Regions from separate parts of the Rattus norvegicus genome. Here region 2 is linked to region 1. Evidence: chromatin contacts called from public Hi-C data. All regions are on one chromosome and are shown on one strand. Each heading gives the region's core, a stretch centred on a gene start, on an enhancer-like site or on the middle of the called end of the contact. The rest is flanking DNA. Distances are from core to core; before and after follow the strand shown.

Evidence for each region. Hi-C and Micro-C count contacts between places; a contact is called where the count stands out from the background.
Region 2: a Hi-C map of Schwann cells shows a contact between it and region 1, with 7 times the contacts expected there. The contact joins the promoter of Nav2 here to the enhancer-like site in region 1. A contact is called at or near these places in 5 of 12 Hi-C or Micro-C datasets (the A7r5 cell line, Schwann cells, frontal cortex and 2 more) and 1 of 1 datasets of contacts at active chromatin or transcription factors (oligodendrocytes).

The regions. Positions count from the first base shown.
Region 1 is chr1:107,975,095-107,982,313 of GRCr8, reverse strand. It overlaps a transcript of Nav2 not described here. Among named protein-coding and RNA genes, the nearest start is that of Nav2, 120 kb to the left of the region's middle. Within about 2 kb of position 3,558, at least 18 of the 93 cell types and tissues checked have an H3K27ac peak or open chromatin away from gene starts, as enhancers often do. A contact at or near this core is called in Schwann cells, where this site is marked.
Region 2 is chr1:108,090,780-108,097,998 of GRCr8, reverse strand. It overlaps Nav2 (neuron navigator 2), which reads right to left and starts at 3,363. Exons shown (of 38, transcript NM_138529.1): 1 at 3,106-3,363. The coding sequence starts at 3,363.

The DNA.
Region 1 (7,219 bases), core at 2,309-4,808:
ATTCTTTCCCTGGGTGACTTTGAACAGTCACTGGACTCTGCAAAGAGGTATTTCCATCAGAAGTCAGCAGATCAAGCCCATGAAATGCTCATCACACAGACAGTATTTGATGGAAAGGTCCTACTATGTGCTGAACTTTTGCTCAAGCTCACCACTATTTTGCCATTGTCTGGATTCAAACTTGGTGTAGAGCTCAGCCCAGTCCCTGCCCTGCCCCCTAGCCAGTTCTGTTCAGACACTTCCCATAGAGCCTTTCTCAGGGCCATAACTCTTCTCCCTGACCCTTGAACTGCAACTTGTACTGATGTCCCCTTTCTGGGGATCCTTAGAGCCTCCTGACATTCAGAGAGGAGCTGGCCCAAACCAAACCAAACCAAACCAAACCAAACCAAACCAAACCCAAACCAAACCTCATGGCTGAGACCTCAAGTATGTAGGATGCGCCAGACCGAGGGAACCACAGGGGCAAATTTACCCCTAATTGCAACTACTCTGTGCTCACTGAGCGCATCCCGCAGAGTAGGCACCTGCCCTCTCACACTGCAGTTGGGGGTGTGTGGGGACAGGGTGTACAGAAAATGGCATGAATACTGAGAACAGTGCTCACTGGGAGAGGGGGAGGGATATGGAGTTTTAAGGAGGGGTGTGTGTGTGTGTGTGTGTGTGTGTGTGTGTGTGTGTGTGTGTGCGTGCACGTGCTCAGGTTGGGTGCTGAGGTCAGTGACAGGAGATCCTTCAGCACTGGGGATTCTCTACGAGTAGGACCCTAGTGGGCAGGAAGGAGAGAGGGAAGGAGGAAAGAGAAAGAGTAGGAGATAGGGAAGGGGGAGATGGAGGGAGGAAGAAAAGAAGAAAGAGGAAGGGGCAGCCTGTGCAAAGTCTAAAGACAGGGAAAAGGACAAACATTGAAGGGCCTGAAATCAGCCCCATGGGTAGTGAGTGAAAGGCTGTGGGAGATGCCTTAGGGCCACAACTAATGACAAAGGCTGACCTTTTCACAGAGGGCCATGTGGCCACACAGCAGTGTCAGCAGTCCATCCACAGACCAGGAGGCAGAGCTCGGAACTGATGTCCTCTCAGCGCCTCCCAGTCTCAAGCCAGGACTGTTGTCCACCCCTCTGAGTAGAGCTGACCCTGCTGAAGGGAGCCCTTAGGGGAATGTGGGAATGGATCTGCAGGATGACTCCTGGGAACAGGTTACCTTGCTCAAAAACCATGTGTGGAGTGACTTAGTTCGGTTCTTTGGGGTTGGGTCTTCCCCCAGGATCAGACTCATTAGCCCTTCCTCTTCCTTCCCAGCCCTGAATCCACCCTCCCCAGGCCAGTCAATTAACTGGGTCATTTGGCAGCCTCTTCTCAGCGGCGAAAAGCCCAGTCAAAAATTAAAACAAAACAAAACAAAAAAATCAGTTGCCCGGTCACCCTGTTCCCCGTCCCTGGAGTGACTGGATGTTCAGGAGAACCTAGGAAGCTGTCAACAGAGACAGGCTGGACCTGGATAGAAGGGGAAATATTTATTTTTGCAGGGATAAATATTACAGAAAAAACTTTCCATTCTCCAGACTCTGACGTAGATTTTTTTCCTTACCAGGAAGGCACCCTCTGTCTAAAAAGGGGCAGCAAGAAAGCTCGTAGATAGATGCCTTTTCACAAACTCTGTGCCCTCACACAATAAATCAGCACACTGGTTACAGCTTGAATATGAAGTGTCCCCCACAGGGGGACGTTTGTCACGTGTGTGAACACTTGGTGTCATTCACCGCACCCCCTCCCCGTGCGGTCCTCCTCTTTTGGAAGTTTGCAGAACCTTTAGGAGGTGGAGCCTTGCTGGAGGAAGTGGGTTACTAAGGGGATAACGTAAGGATTTTGAGACCTGGCCTTACTTCCTGTCCACTCTGCTTCCTGTCTGTGGGTGCAGTGTGACCAAGCTCATACTGCATGCATCCCCTGCTGTGACGGACTGTGTCATCTAATACTGCGAGCCACAGGAAGTCCCTCCTCCCCCAAGCTGCTTCTTGCCGGGTGTTTGGTCATGCCACGAGAGAAGTGACTGAGATAGTATCTGGGCAGTATGTGGGAAGTCTCGTGTCCTGGGTGACGAGGAAGCACATGGACCTGAGCCAGGGCTGCCAGGATTAGCCCGTTATCCTTTTCCAGACCTTTCCCTGACTCCATGAAGGACCTTAGACATGCTGCCCAGGATAATGTCTTTATGGTCTATCAAGGCAGGTTTTCTTTCTCTTGCCATCCCCCCTCAAACCCCCAGGTTAAATTTCCTCATGCCCAGGAGTTCTCAAATATTTCAATCTGCCTGCCATGCCCAAGTGGTGGCTGCCAAGGGGACAGGTAGATCTAAATGATGGAGTCCTTACAGAGCTCCCAAGTTTATGGATAAACCTGAAGGTGAAGGCGGACTCCAGCCAAGCTGGAGTTTTATCTCAGGAAGATCTGTATGGGGTAGAGTCTCCGCTCCTGCCCCAAATAAGTGCCAGTTCAAATGACCACCTTGGTTGGCCAAGCCTCGCCCACAGGCCACTTATCAGAGAACTCCACAGTGTGAGCGGGATAAGCCCAGCGCTGAGGGGAAGAGAAACAAGGTTTCTTCCTCAGCTACCACCGGACACCAGGTCACCTGTGGTATTTCTTCAGGAGAGGGAGAGTCCCTCAGAAGGAGAGTGACCTGTCTGCATGATGCCACACGGACTGCATGACAGGGTAGGGTGAGCATTATGGTATCCCCAGGGCTGCCGTGGGGAGATGACATTCATTGTGTTGGAGCCACTTCCTGTGGAGAGGAGAGGATATCACCTCATCACTTTTGGACAATATGCTTTCCCGAGTCCCAGATAACCAGGTGAGATGGGTAACCGGAGTGTCCCCTCCTCACTTTTGCACTGCTGGGACATCCCAAGCGAGGCGCCCAGGTCTTCAGGATAGGCAGTTACCAGCAGCCAGCTACCGCCACAACTTTCACCAGGATGCTACTGGGTCCAGAGGGAATAAATGATAATTTTAGTACTTTGGAAGGTGGGGGAAATGGTGACCAGTATTTTCCAGGTTTGAGGCAGGTGGAGCAGAAGGAAGGCATAGACTTTAGGACAGACAGAAGGGCTTACTGAACTCACGGATAGGATCAACTAAACATGGAATGATTGATTTGGGGCCCACCCATAACATGCTAGGTTCCCAATAGGTGAAAAATGTCATTATCTTGGTTATTCATTAGCTGTGTGGCTCTGGGCAAGTCACCTGACCTCTCTGAGCCTCAGGATTCACCTCTCTGGGAGGTCTGTAAAGCACTGGGTGTCTGGTGCCCAGGAGTACATAGCAGGTATTCCAGCCGTGGGCCACCTTATCCCCTCATTTAGAAAATCGCCTGGTGAGCGGAGGGCAGACATGTCCACACCTCACCCATCCTCACCCTTCCAACTCTTCAGCTAAGAAAGTTTTCTGAGAGCGCTGGGTGAAACGCCTACCACGGCTTTCCTTCAAACAGAACAGGAGGCCCCACTCTGGAGCTCCGCCAAGAGCCTCCTCAAAAAGGCACAACAGCCAGCACTCTGCCCACAGCCTGCCAGGGCCAGACTGGGTGGTGAAAAATAAAATCTAACGAGGTGCTTTCTGAGCCCACAGGGAAGATACCCTGCATGGAGCGGCTCCGGTCTTGGCTTTTGGGCAACCTGGAGGAACAAGCTTTCTGCCTGGTGAACATCCCCGCTATTACTATCAACAGTGTGTGTGTGCGCGCGCGCGCGTGTGCGTGTGCGTGTGTGCGCGCGCGCGCGTGTGTGTTGGTTCTAGAACAAATGCAGATCCCAACCTCCCCCTCTCCCCAGAGTCTCCCACCCTCGGGATTCACGAGCTCTGCTCTGAACGTGTGTTTATGCCGCCCTCTGCTGGTCACAAGTGTCACTGCACCCACCCAACCCTCCTCCCTGCAACAGTAGGTGAGCCAGACTTGAACAGCTTGCCTGCTCGCCTCCCTTGCATGAGTGGATGCTGGGGTGGAAGGTCGGCTCCTGGACTCTGCGTTGCAGTGGCCTCATTGACTTCCATATCGACAGTCAGGAACAGGGAATGTCTCCAAATAATATCATAGTACCTGCTAATGCTTATTTGCTCAATATTTCAGGGTGGGTGACTACACACGCTTAATTTATTTGTTTGTCTTCATCTCTTTATTTACTTAATATTCGTGGGCAAGGTTTGTTTCCCCCGTGCCAATGAGATTTCTTGATTTGTATTCCTCAACTCTCTTGTAACCCTGAGGAAGTTTTCCTTTACTCATATCACTACGGCATGCTGAGCTAAAGCATTCTGAAAGCAACACGCTGTCAGTGGACAGGAATGGTGTTTGAGGCCATGCAAGCCTTAGGCTAGGTAGGCTACACATTTCAGTGGTGGCTCTGTGACTTCAGAGCACGTGTGAACTGCTAATGATGCTTGTTAAAATGCTGTTTCTGGGGCCCAGGTGATCCAGACCTGCAGTAGGTCCCGGAATCTGCTCTATAACGCACACTGAGGTAATGTCACCCTTCATGTAGTGGTTCCACGGGTGCCTTTTCTAGGACTCAGGACATCTGGCTAGATCTGGGGCTCAAATGTACAGAGGGACAGATGGGTAACTGACCCTAGCCTAAGAGGGTCCCTCTGTGCCTAAATTCTGCCAGGCTGTGCTGCTCTTCTGGCGGTAGCTTAGAGCTATATCAGGTGCGAGGAGGGGGCGACAGAAGTGATGGCGGGAAGGAGGGGACTCTGACCAGACCACAGGATTGTACAGGTTGCTTCTCTCTGCCCACACTGTGATTTATACGCTCTTCCTTCTCTTCTTTCTTTTCCTCTCCCTGGCCTGCTTCTGCAATTCTCTTCCTCCCTGATGCCTAAGAGTTCACGGCATCTTGGATGCCCTAACTGTCTGCCCTCTGATATCCACAGACACCTCCGCTCTACAGGTAGAGCACGTTAGCAGGTCCTGAACCCTAGAGATGTCCTAAAACAGTCAGTCAGGACCTCAGAGATGTCCTTAGATAATGAGGGCCCAAGAGATGCCCTAAAGCTTACAAGAAGGCCCCAAGAGCTACTATAATTGCCAATGAGAGTTCCCAGCATCCTAGAGGGCTGAGGGCTATTGTTCTAATTTGCCCTTATGGGCTTCCTATGTACAGATGCTATGGGGCTGAATGGACAGTAGGGACAGCCTTGGCACAGGTTCCTACCCATCACTTGATGGGGGTTATTATTTTTACTGGATAACCTCTGTACAGAAATCCATAAAACTGGCACAAGATTGCTGCCATCGAGGAAAGGGTTGGAAGTGCAAATGAAGGAAGGGAGGAGGAAGAGGTTTTCTTGGGGGCTGGGTCTCTGGGTGGGGTGGTCCTCTTCTCTGTAGGGCAAAGAGAGATGGCAAGGAAAGCCCAGAGCAGAGAAACAATAGAGACCTCAGATTGCCTCTCTGGGAACTCCCTTTGGCCTCCCCAGGGAGGACAGCCTGGGCAATGAGGCAAGGTCTCTCGGGAACCCTGGGCCACCCTCAAGCCAGGCAGACTCTCAGGTTGTGGAGTCTTCAAGTCTCCTAACCTCTGATCTTAAAGAGTCTAAAACAGGGTATGGGACAGAGTTCTCACCTCAGGACCTCCAGCTCAGGTGGCTTTGGATAGCTCCAGACTGGGGGACTTAATCACAGATCGGCCTATACCTCAGGACTCCTCCAGCATCTGCCTAAACAGGGTAGGGGTGAGTGAGTGGCTCTTCAATGTCCACCAATGGTTGGTGCTCGTAGCCACTGACTGAGTGACAGAGGGAGAAAGTAACCAAGACTCTGGTGCTGATGAGAGCTGAGGTTTGCTGAATGCCCTGATTCCTGAACCCCACATGTGTTACACCTAGGTCGGACTCAGTGGGCAGGAACCAGGGCGATTTCCTGACTTTTTCTAACTAACAGAGGGGCCCAGCGTTGCCTTTCCCCCTGATGCTCTGCCTGGCTCCCCTCTGCTGACTCTAGGGACACTCTAGCCATGCGTGGCTATCCACATGCAGAAGCTGAGTCAGACGTAGTTGTGTCCAGAGTGAACCATGAAGGGGGAACTCTGTTTTGTGTCATCTAACTGAAACGCCTCCCTCCTGCTCTTATGCCGAAGGTCCTGCTGGGAATGTGGATGAAGCACCTACCAGATTTGCCAGTTATGCTGGGTAGAGAGAGTCTGTGGTCAGAGGATTCTCCAAAAGTTCTAGCGGATGGCCTCCCCTGCCTGCTGATACACCCCACGCAGCTGCACTATTTAAAGGCACCGAGGACTCCACACTGAAGGATTCCATTGTTTTGTTTGACCTAATGTTTCAGTGGCTTTCTTGTTCCTGTGACCAAAATCCCTGGCAAAAATCAACCTGGGAGAGGAAGAAGCTATCCTGACGAATGGTTTTAGTCTACAAGGGAAATTCAGTTTCCAGCAGGGACAGTGGGCACCCAAGGCAGAGGCTGCTCATGTCAGAGTGGAACCGGAAGCAGAGAGCATTATGGGTAGAATGGCCCTAGTATATCCTTCACAGGTGCCCCTAAACGGTTCCACAGCCTATGAGCTGGGTACAGCTCTAAGGGCACGTGCTGCTCTTCCAGAGGACCCAACATTAGTTCCCAGCACCAATATTTGATGGCTCATAACTCTAATGCTAGCTCCAGAGGATCTGATACTCTTTTCTGGTTTCTGTTGCCATGGGGACACCCATGGTGCACATGCGCATTCGTGAGCAGACATGTAAATACCAGTGCAAAATGGTACTGCTATCAATGTCATAAAACATCAGCCTGATAGGACATTTCTACATCACAGATCCATCTGCATCACTCAGTGCCCCAAACTCACTCAATGTGGCAACACCATTTTTAGTGATGGCCCTTCCATAGCAAGGTCAATGTGACACACCAACTTTCTGTGTGTCCTACTTCTCCCATTTCCTGGTGTCTGAAAGTACAAGGCAAGACAGGATGACTGGCCAAAGGCCATACCATCACTATTCTTAACGTAATGAAACTGCTATTTATGCCATAGCAGGCTCTCTCCACACACACGTGCTTTTCCACTGTGTCATCTGTTGACCGCAGCCATTAGCAAAATGGAGGGTGCTCTGTGGAGGATATACTGTGGAGAACAACATGCTGTGTAGGACATCATGTGGCGAATTCACTGTGGAGGATGTGCTGTGGAGGGTATAATGTAGA
Region 2 (7,219 bases), core at 2,114-4,613, 120 kb before region 1:
TGGTCTTCTCCGGCCCTTGAGCTACTCGCTAGCCTTCTTCCTTCCAGCACCTCCACTCTTCAGTTCCTCCAGCTCTTCCAGTGTTGCCCTCTGCTGGAAACAGAAGTCATGCCTTTGCACTGGAATCAATCATGCCCAAGATCCAGACCAGCTCTGCTGCAGCGTGAGAGACGGTGCTGGAGAGTGGGCATGGTCACTGGTCCAGCACTTGACTGAGCTGGGATCCCTGCTTTGCCGTGCTGGACAACGTGAATCCGTGGTGACGTCTGTGGCCATACCTCAAGGTCTATAACTGACCAGCAGCTGCTGTGTCTCCCCCGGTCCAGCACCATGGTTAAGGGGTTCCGGTGCAAATGCTACAACCTCTGTTGCTTGAGCGGCCACTGAACTTTGATTTCTTCATGTGTGAAATGGGGATCACACTCATCTCGTCAGATTGTTAAGAGACTGAAAGAGAGTTGTTTTATGCAAAGTACCCAGAACAATTCCTGGCACCTGGGACGTACAAGGCAAGGGTGCCTTCTTTACTTTAGGACATCTTAGGATGTGGGCACATACACCACACCTATTCTAAGTGTTCCTGTGCGGACCAATGAGAACCTAACACCCCAGGTATTCCACAGCTCACCCCACCTCCACCATCCTCCCACAGAGCCCAATACTCTGTGCCAGGCAGAGTCAGAGAGCTGTAAATGCTTGTGAACAGGTTGATGTCTTCCTAGAGCCCAACCTTTTCTTGCTTAAAGAATACTTTTTCTTAATATGCACAATTCCTGTGCCCATTTTTGCAGATGGAAGCACTGAGGCCCAGGACAGTAGTTAGTTAATAGGTCAGACAGAAGGTACTACTGATAGCCAAAGCTTTAAGACCTGGGCTGTTAGTCACCGTCAGCCCAACCAGCCTCCTGCCCAAAATCCCCCAAATAAAACAGAGGCAACGGCTCCAAGATATCATTTGCTACTGAGTTCATCATTTCCTGAGCGTCTTGTGATGATAAACATTAAGTTTGGGACCAGGAAATTACCAGGTGCTAAGTCAGCCACAGTCCTCAAGCCATAATCGAGGGACTTTTCTGGAAGGTGAATGTGCACTGTCTGTCACCATGGGGATACCCTGTTCAAAGAAGGTGAAATCCTTTTTGCCAAAGCCCCTTTGATGTCAGGGTGGGGCTCTGGGTGCCTGTTACATAGAAGAGCTCCTAGGAGACTCAGGGGCTGGTAAGGAGGGGCCAGTTGGGAAGCCGGGACTGTCCACTGGAAGGCGGCCAGTTTCCTGAGCCACCCATCCAAACCACCCTCGTGATGCAGAGGGCCCATGGAGAGCAAGAGAGGTGGAATGTGGGGTAGTGGGGACAGAAGGGAAATGGTGCCTCCAGGGACTAGGGCCAAATTAGCCCCTCATGGCCATGTCCAAAAGTGAAAAAAAATTTTGTTTTTAATAGAGAGAGTGGTGAATCACCTTCTCAGAGCCTGCTCACTGTAATCCTCGGTGCCACTGCTCCTTGACTGAAGGGTCAAATGGGCAATAGCAGGCCGTGAATGAGTCCAGCATCTGCCTTCCGTTCATTCCTACATTCTTCCTCATCAGGCCCGAGGGCATGTGTCACATTCTCAGTTGCTGTTCCAAAACACCACCCACTTCACCCCCCACCGACACGGAAGGCACCCTGGTGCTCACCCTCTTTTCAGAGCCCTCTGGACAAGTCCTGTAGCTCTAAGAAAAAGAACAGAACACACATCCCAGCAGAGCCAGGACCCAGGAGCACTGGAGGAAATCTTGCCTTCCTCCCACACACCATCAGTCAGGGCTGTCAGCTTCCAAAAATGTTTAGCAAGTGCAGCACCAAGAGGGACATGCTGTCGGGCGGGTGTGGGAGCTTGTGTGGGGAAGGGGCCTTCTCTGGCTCTGAGCTCCAACGGTCTGTCTCTAAGCAGCTTCTAGATCCCAGCTCCTCCGCCGGAAGGTTAGGAATGTATTGAGCATTAGCCTCTGATCAGAGAACGCTACAGAGAAGTAGATGCCCAAAAGGTCATCTGGTCTGTTGCTCTCCTCCCCATGCCCCACCCCCATCCCATACCAACTCCAGACTGCCTCCCCTTCTGGATTCCCGATTCTCCTCTCCTGACTGGGACAGCCACACCAGTCAGGTCAGCCTGTCCCTAAAAGTCCCTGCTGACTGGCAGCCAAGAAAATACAGCATGGCCCTGCTCCCTCCTGCCAGAAGAGGGGGGAAGGCAGCAGGGAAGGCAGGAGTCCAAGAGAAACTGATTGGCCCTTCAGGATTTCCTTAAAAGAGATTGCACGGCCAGGGCCTGTCACCCAGCCCAGTAGGGGGATGCCTGCTCTGCCAGGAAAGGTAGAAGTCACCATTTCTCTTTCAGCCATTCTCTCACCCACACACCATCACCTCCGTAATCACCAGAGCCACCAACACTGGCAGCATAGACTACCCAAGAAGGAGGGGCTTAGATTCGGCAGCCATTCTGAGACAGCCAAGCCACTCCAGTCACCAGGAGTCTGTAGCAGCTAGCACTCGGCAGCACCTGGTCAGAATCCCTTCCCCCTAAAGATGGGGCAGAAACCAGTCATCTCCAAGCTAGGAGGAGGGTAACTTCAGGGCAATCACTCAGTTCCCTTGTCCTGGATCTCACAGCTGGCAGGTGATATCCAATTCATCAAGGCACCAGACCACTCCTTCTCCGAGTTACAACCCGAGGCACTGCTATAGACACACATCACAGCAGCAGATACCACTCCTTGGGGCCAAGCTCTCAGCATTGATGGCCCTAGCATTTCCGATGCCAGCATTCGGTTTTTGAAAGCATCTCTAAACCTGCTCCAATCCCATAAAAGCAGCTGGCTGCCAGAACCCCTTAGCTTTGCAGAGCTCCTCAGGAGAACCTCTGGCACCCTGGCCAGCTAAGTCCCTCCTGGCCACACCCACTGACCAATGTATCCTTCTAATCTGCCAGCATAAGGGGTATGCGTCCTCTCTCCAATCACATTATGGTAGCCTCTCCTCAAGGCAGCCGTACCCCTCCCTCATGAAGGATCCTCCATCACTCCCACCATGTAATAGTGCCCCAGCACACAGCACTGCTCACCTGGGTATCGAACCCGTTCTCCAGAGAGCTGCTCTTCCGCAACGGGAGCCCCTCCCCCGTCGGCTCCTGCAGCCCCTGCGATTTCAGGGGGATTTGGCTAGTGTAGGCCGTCTTGCTCACCTCTACCTTGCTTCCCAACTTAAGATAGCAGGGTTGAGGACCAGTCCGGGCCGGGGGGACGTGCAGGATGGGCGCGGCGCTATGCACCGGTTTGGGCAGTCCCGATTTCATTTTGGAGGCTACCAGGATGGCCGGCATCTTCTCCCTGGGCTTTGGCTTTCCCAGCACGTCCCTGGCAGCGGCGGCGGAGGCGACCGCTAAAGGCAGCGCGGGCAGCCGAGCAGGCGCCGGGCCTCGGCCCGCGAGGCGCCCACCAACAGTGGAAGAAAAAACAAAAAAAACCCAAAAAACAAAATCCCCGGGTCGGGGAATTGGGGAAATCCAGTGAGTGCGCCTGCCGGGTGGCGGGCTAGTCACTGCCCTCAGCAGGTCCCACCTGCGCGGATGTCGCAGCGGGAGGGCTGCTCAGAAGCTCTGGGCTCTCGCGGAAGGCTGCCTCTGGCAATTCTTCTCCTGGGAAACTGAGGCGTGGACGCCCATATTAACTTGTCATTGCGTCTCCGAAGTGAGAAGGCTCCTTAGGAAGAGACACAGGCTACGGGGACGCACACGTCGCGCTCTGGAGCCTGCCGGTGTGAATCTTCGAGCAAAAGAGCGGAGGATGGGGAAACGGAGGGCACACGGAGCCCAAGATGTCTCAACCGCGAGGCGGCTGTCACTCTGAAAACGCGCCGCAGTGTCACCCGCGCCTAGGCAGACTCGGGGCGATCTCCGCAGACAGGTCTGTCTGGGCGTGACAGTCGATCACCGATGCTCACAAGCCCCTCGAACACCAAGCACGTGAGCTCCCGCGGCTCTGGCCATGCTCCGTGCGCTCCAGCGCAGCACGGCGGTGGTGGCAGGGCGCGGGCACCGGGATGCGCAGCTGGCCAGGCTGGCTGCGCTGCGCTAAGCAGAGCTCCCGGGAAGGCAGCGCGGGCTGCAGGGTTGGACGCAGGGGAGGACCGGCTGCGGCGCGCGCTGACAGCCCGGGCCGTTCCCGGGCGCCCATTGGTTCGCGGCGGACCAATCCGCGGTCGCGACTCGCACTGCAAGGGGGCGTGGCCTCAACTCCGCGGGGCCGCCGCCGAAACTCTGGGGCCGCGCTTGGCCGCAAGTACAAAGCGAGCTGGTGGCCGCTCTGCGGCATGGCCCCGGCGCGCGCCTCCCCGCGGGCCGCCACCCCCGCGTCCCGGGAGCGGCCTTTGAAAACGCCGTTGGGTTGCAGATTCCCGCCTCCCTCCACCCTCTGGCATGTGTCGGGGAAATCGGTTTCTCTTTTTCAAATCGCTCGGGTAATCTCAACGGTTTTGCGGGTTCCGGAGGCACGCCCCAGCCTCTCTGCACCTCCAACGGGATTGACAGGGCGGGTCTCCTTGTCCCCTGCTTGAAGGACACTCCAGCCATTTCTTCTTTCCGGGTGGGCTCAGGGGCGTTCCAACAGCTTCCTCTGCGACATTCAAAGGTTGCACGTTGCACTTAAGTATTTGAAGTATTTATAGGCTAATACAATGGCCGGGGAAGCTTCGCGCCCAAAGACAACTCCTCCTTGCCACCTACCACAGACTGTAATTAGAGTGGCTTGGTGACCCGGGCAGGCTGAGGCTAAACCCGCCCTGGTTTCATGCAGGCCTGCCTGGCAGGCTGCGCCTGGGACGTGCCAAGCTCACAGGTTCCTCCGCTTGGAATCGCTGGAGGATCTCTTCCTCTCTGACTCCCGGTCTGAGAGCTGAAGGGAAATAAGATTGTCCAGACAGGTTGCCTCGGGACTGATCTTCAAGGAGGCCCACCCCAGAGAGCAGTTTGGATTTGAGTTGGGAAGTTTTACCATCTTTACAGACCTTCCAGTGTCTCATGCAAATCAAGTGGAGGTTTGAATACATTTCCCTAAAAGCACCGTCCAGCTAAATGAGATAGTGTCTGGAAGTATAGGGACCAGGAAAAAAATGTATTATTAATGTTTCCACCCAGTATGTCCCACTGTCATCTCTTTAAGCCACTTTTCTGGGTCTAGGATGGATGTTCTTACTTTATTCTTGCCCTATTTCCTGATCTACAACATCCACAGGGTTGACTTTCAATCATCCTAATGCAATAGATTTATCACTCTCAAACATACCGGGCAAAACTCTAAGGTGGCCAGGAATGGTGGTGTAAGCCTATAATTTCTGCTACTTCAGGGGCTGAAGTAGGAGGCTCCCCGCTTGAGGATACTTTAATGAGCTTCTTTGTCCAAATAAAAGTAAAATAGGGTTGGAGATGTAGCTCGGTGGTGGACAGTTTGCTTGCTTCACATGTGCCAGAATCTGGTTTCAGTGCTCACTACTGTAAGTAAGCACCCGATCCTCGACTGGTTTTAGACAGTGGAGCCTTTGGGAAGTAGTAAATGACCGAGGAGCCCTCGTGATGGGACCGATGCCATGTTAGAGGAGATAGGAAGAAGATAGACAGTTGCCTTCTGATAGTGCAATAGCAGCCTTTCTGAATCCACAGAAACCACAAACCTCAACAAGAATCTGACCATGGCTACAGCCTGATCTCAGATCTCCAGCCTCTAGGCCTGGGGGAAATAGTCATTTGTTGTTAAAGCTGTCCTGTCCACAGCAGTTTGCATTAGTGGCTTAAGCCAAGAACCCAGACCAAGATGAAAGTTCAGTTTTAAAATAACCCCTGAAGTGTTTTTTTTTTTTCAGGTCCTTTCTACCTTAGCTGGGGATGGGGTTCGGGGTTGGGGTACACACATAGCCTGTTTTAGCTTTTAGGCCTCCTCTCTGAAATCAAATCACAAGTTTGTCCCTGACATGGTATACATTACCCTGGTCCAGCTGGACGATCTCCTATGCTAGTGTCTTGCTTTATTTAACGTATTTATTGTTTCAAGCATTCTCTCCTAAAGGAATAAATGTTTGGAAGAGCCATATTTTGACTTTCATGAGATTCTGTCAGAAGTGAGCAGAACGCTGTGGACTGAAAAGCTACCCAGATTGTTACCAAATGAATGAGTGGTGAGGTTGCCTTTTAGTAGGAATTACTATGAAAAGGGGTTGTGGTACTTTCCTCCTTGAACTCTGGTTCTCACGGCATCATGAAGAGCTGTAGAAAGGCATTACCATCATCAGTTATTAGGGATTGTGGGACAATTCCCAAATATTCTCAGGGCTCGGGTGCAGAGGATGTCTAAGGTCTAGTCCCCAGAGCATCACAGAAAACCTATAACTTTTTTTTTTTTAATATATACTCTACCATTCTCATCCTACTGACTGAAAATTCCCTGAGGGTATGGGGGGGTGGGCAATCTATGTTTTAAACGATGCTCAGTGAAGGGGTTTTGATGTGTACTAAAGCTGAGAAGTCTAGCCAAATGAAGTTTGCATTCACCACACTTCCAGGACCTCCTAAACCTTCATATACATAAGAACTGCAAACTCCAATTCAATAGGTCTCCTAAAGGCTGAACTCCCTGGCGATGGATGCCTCTGCTGGGAGTCTGGAGCTCTACACTGTAAGCTGTAAGGTTAGGCCACTGTCAACAGAGGTGTGACAGCTCAAGGCCTAACTGAAGTTAAGTGGCTTTCAGGGTGCATCCAACGAGCAGCCCAGTCCACTGGTAAAGTGTGATGCAGTCACAGACATGAAACTGGTGATGGCCACAATGTGTGTTTGCCTTTAAGTTAAAAAAAAAAAAAAAACAAAAAACGTTCCCAGTTAAAATTGGCATCAAAGCCATTTGGGTGTGTGTGGGTGGGGAGGGGGAGAGGTTCTGAGAGTGTCAAATATGTACAAGTATCATAAACAGTACATTCTTTGCTCTGAATTAAAAGCACGTATAGGCTAAGGGAACCACTCAGTACGTAAAGTGTCCTACAAGCACAAGGACCTAAGTTCCCTCTCATGTTGAAACAAAAATGTGGGTGTTTCACACACATCTGCACATGCTTGTGTACTTCCACACTCCAAACCACTCATAATATTATTCCAAATTATCGTCTGGTAAACAAAGGCACACCCTCTTCGC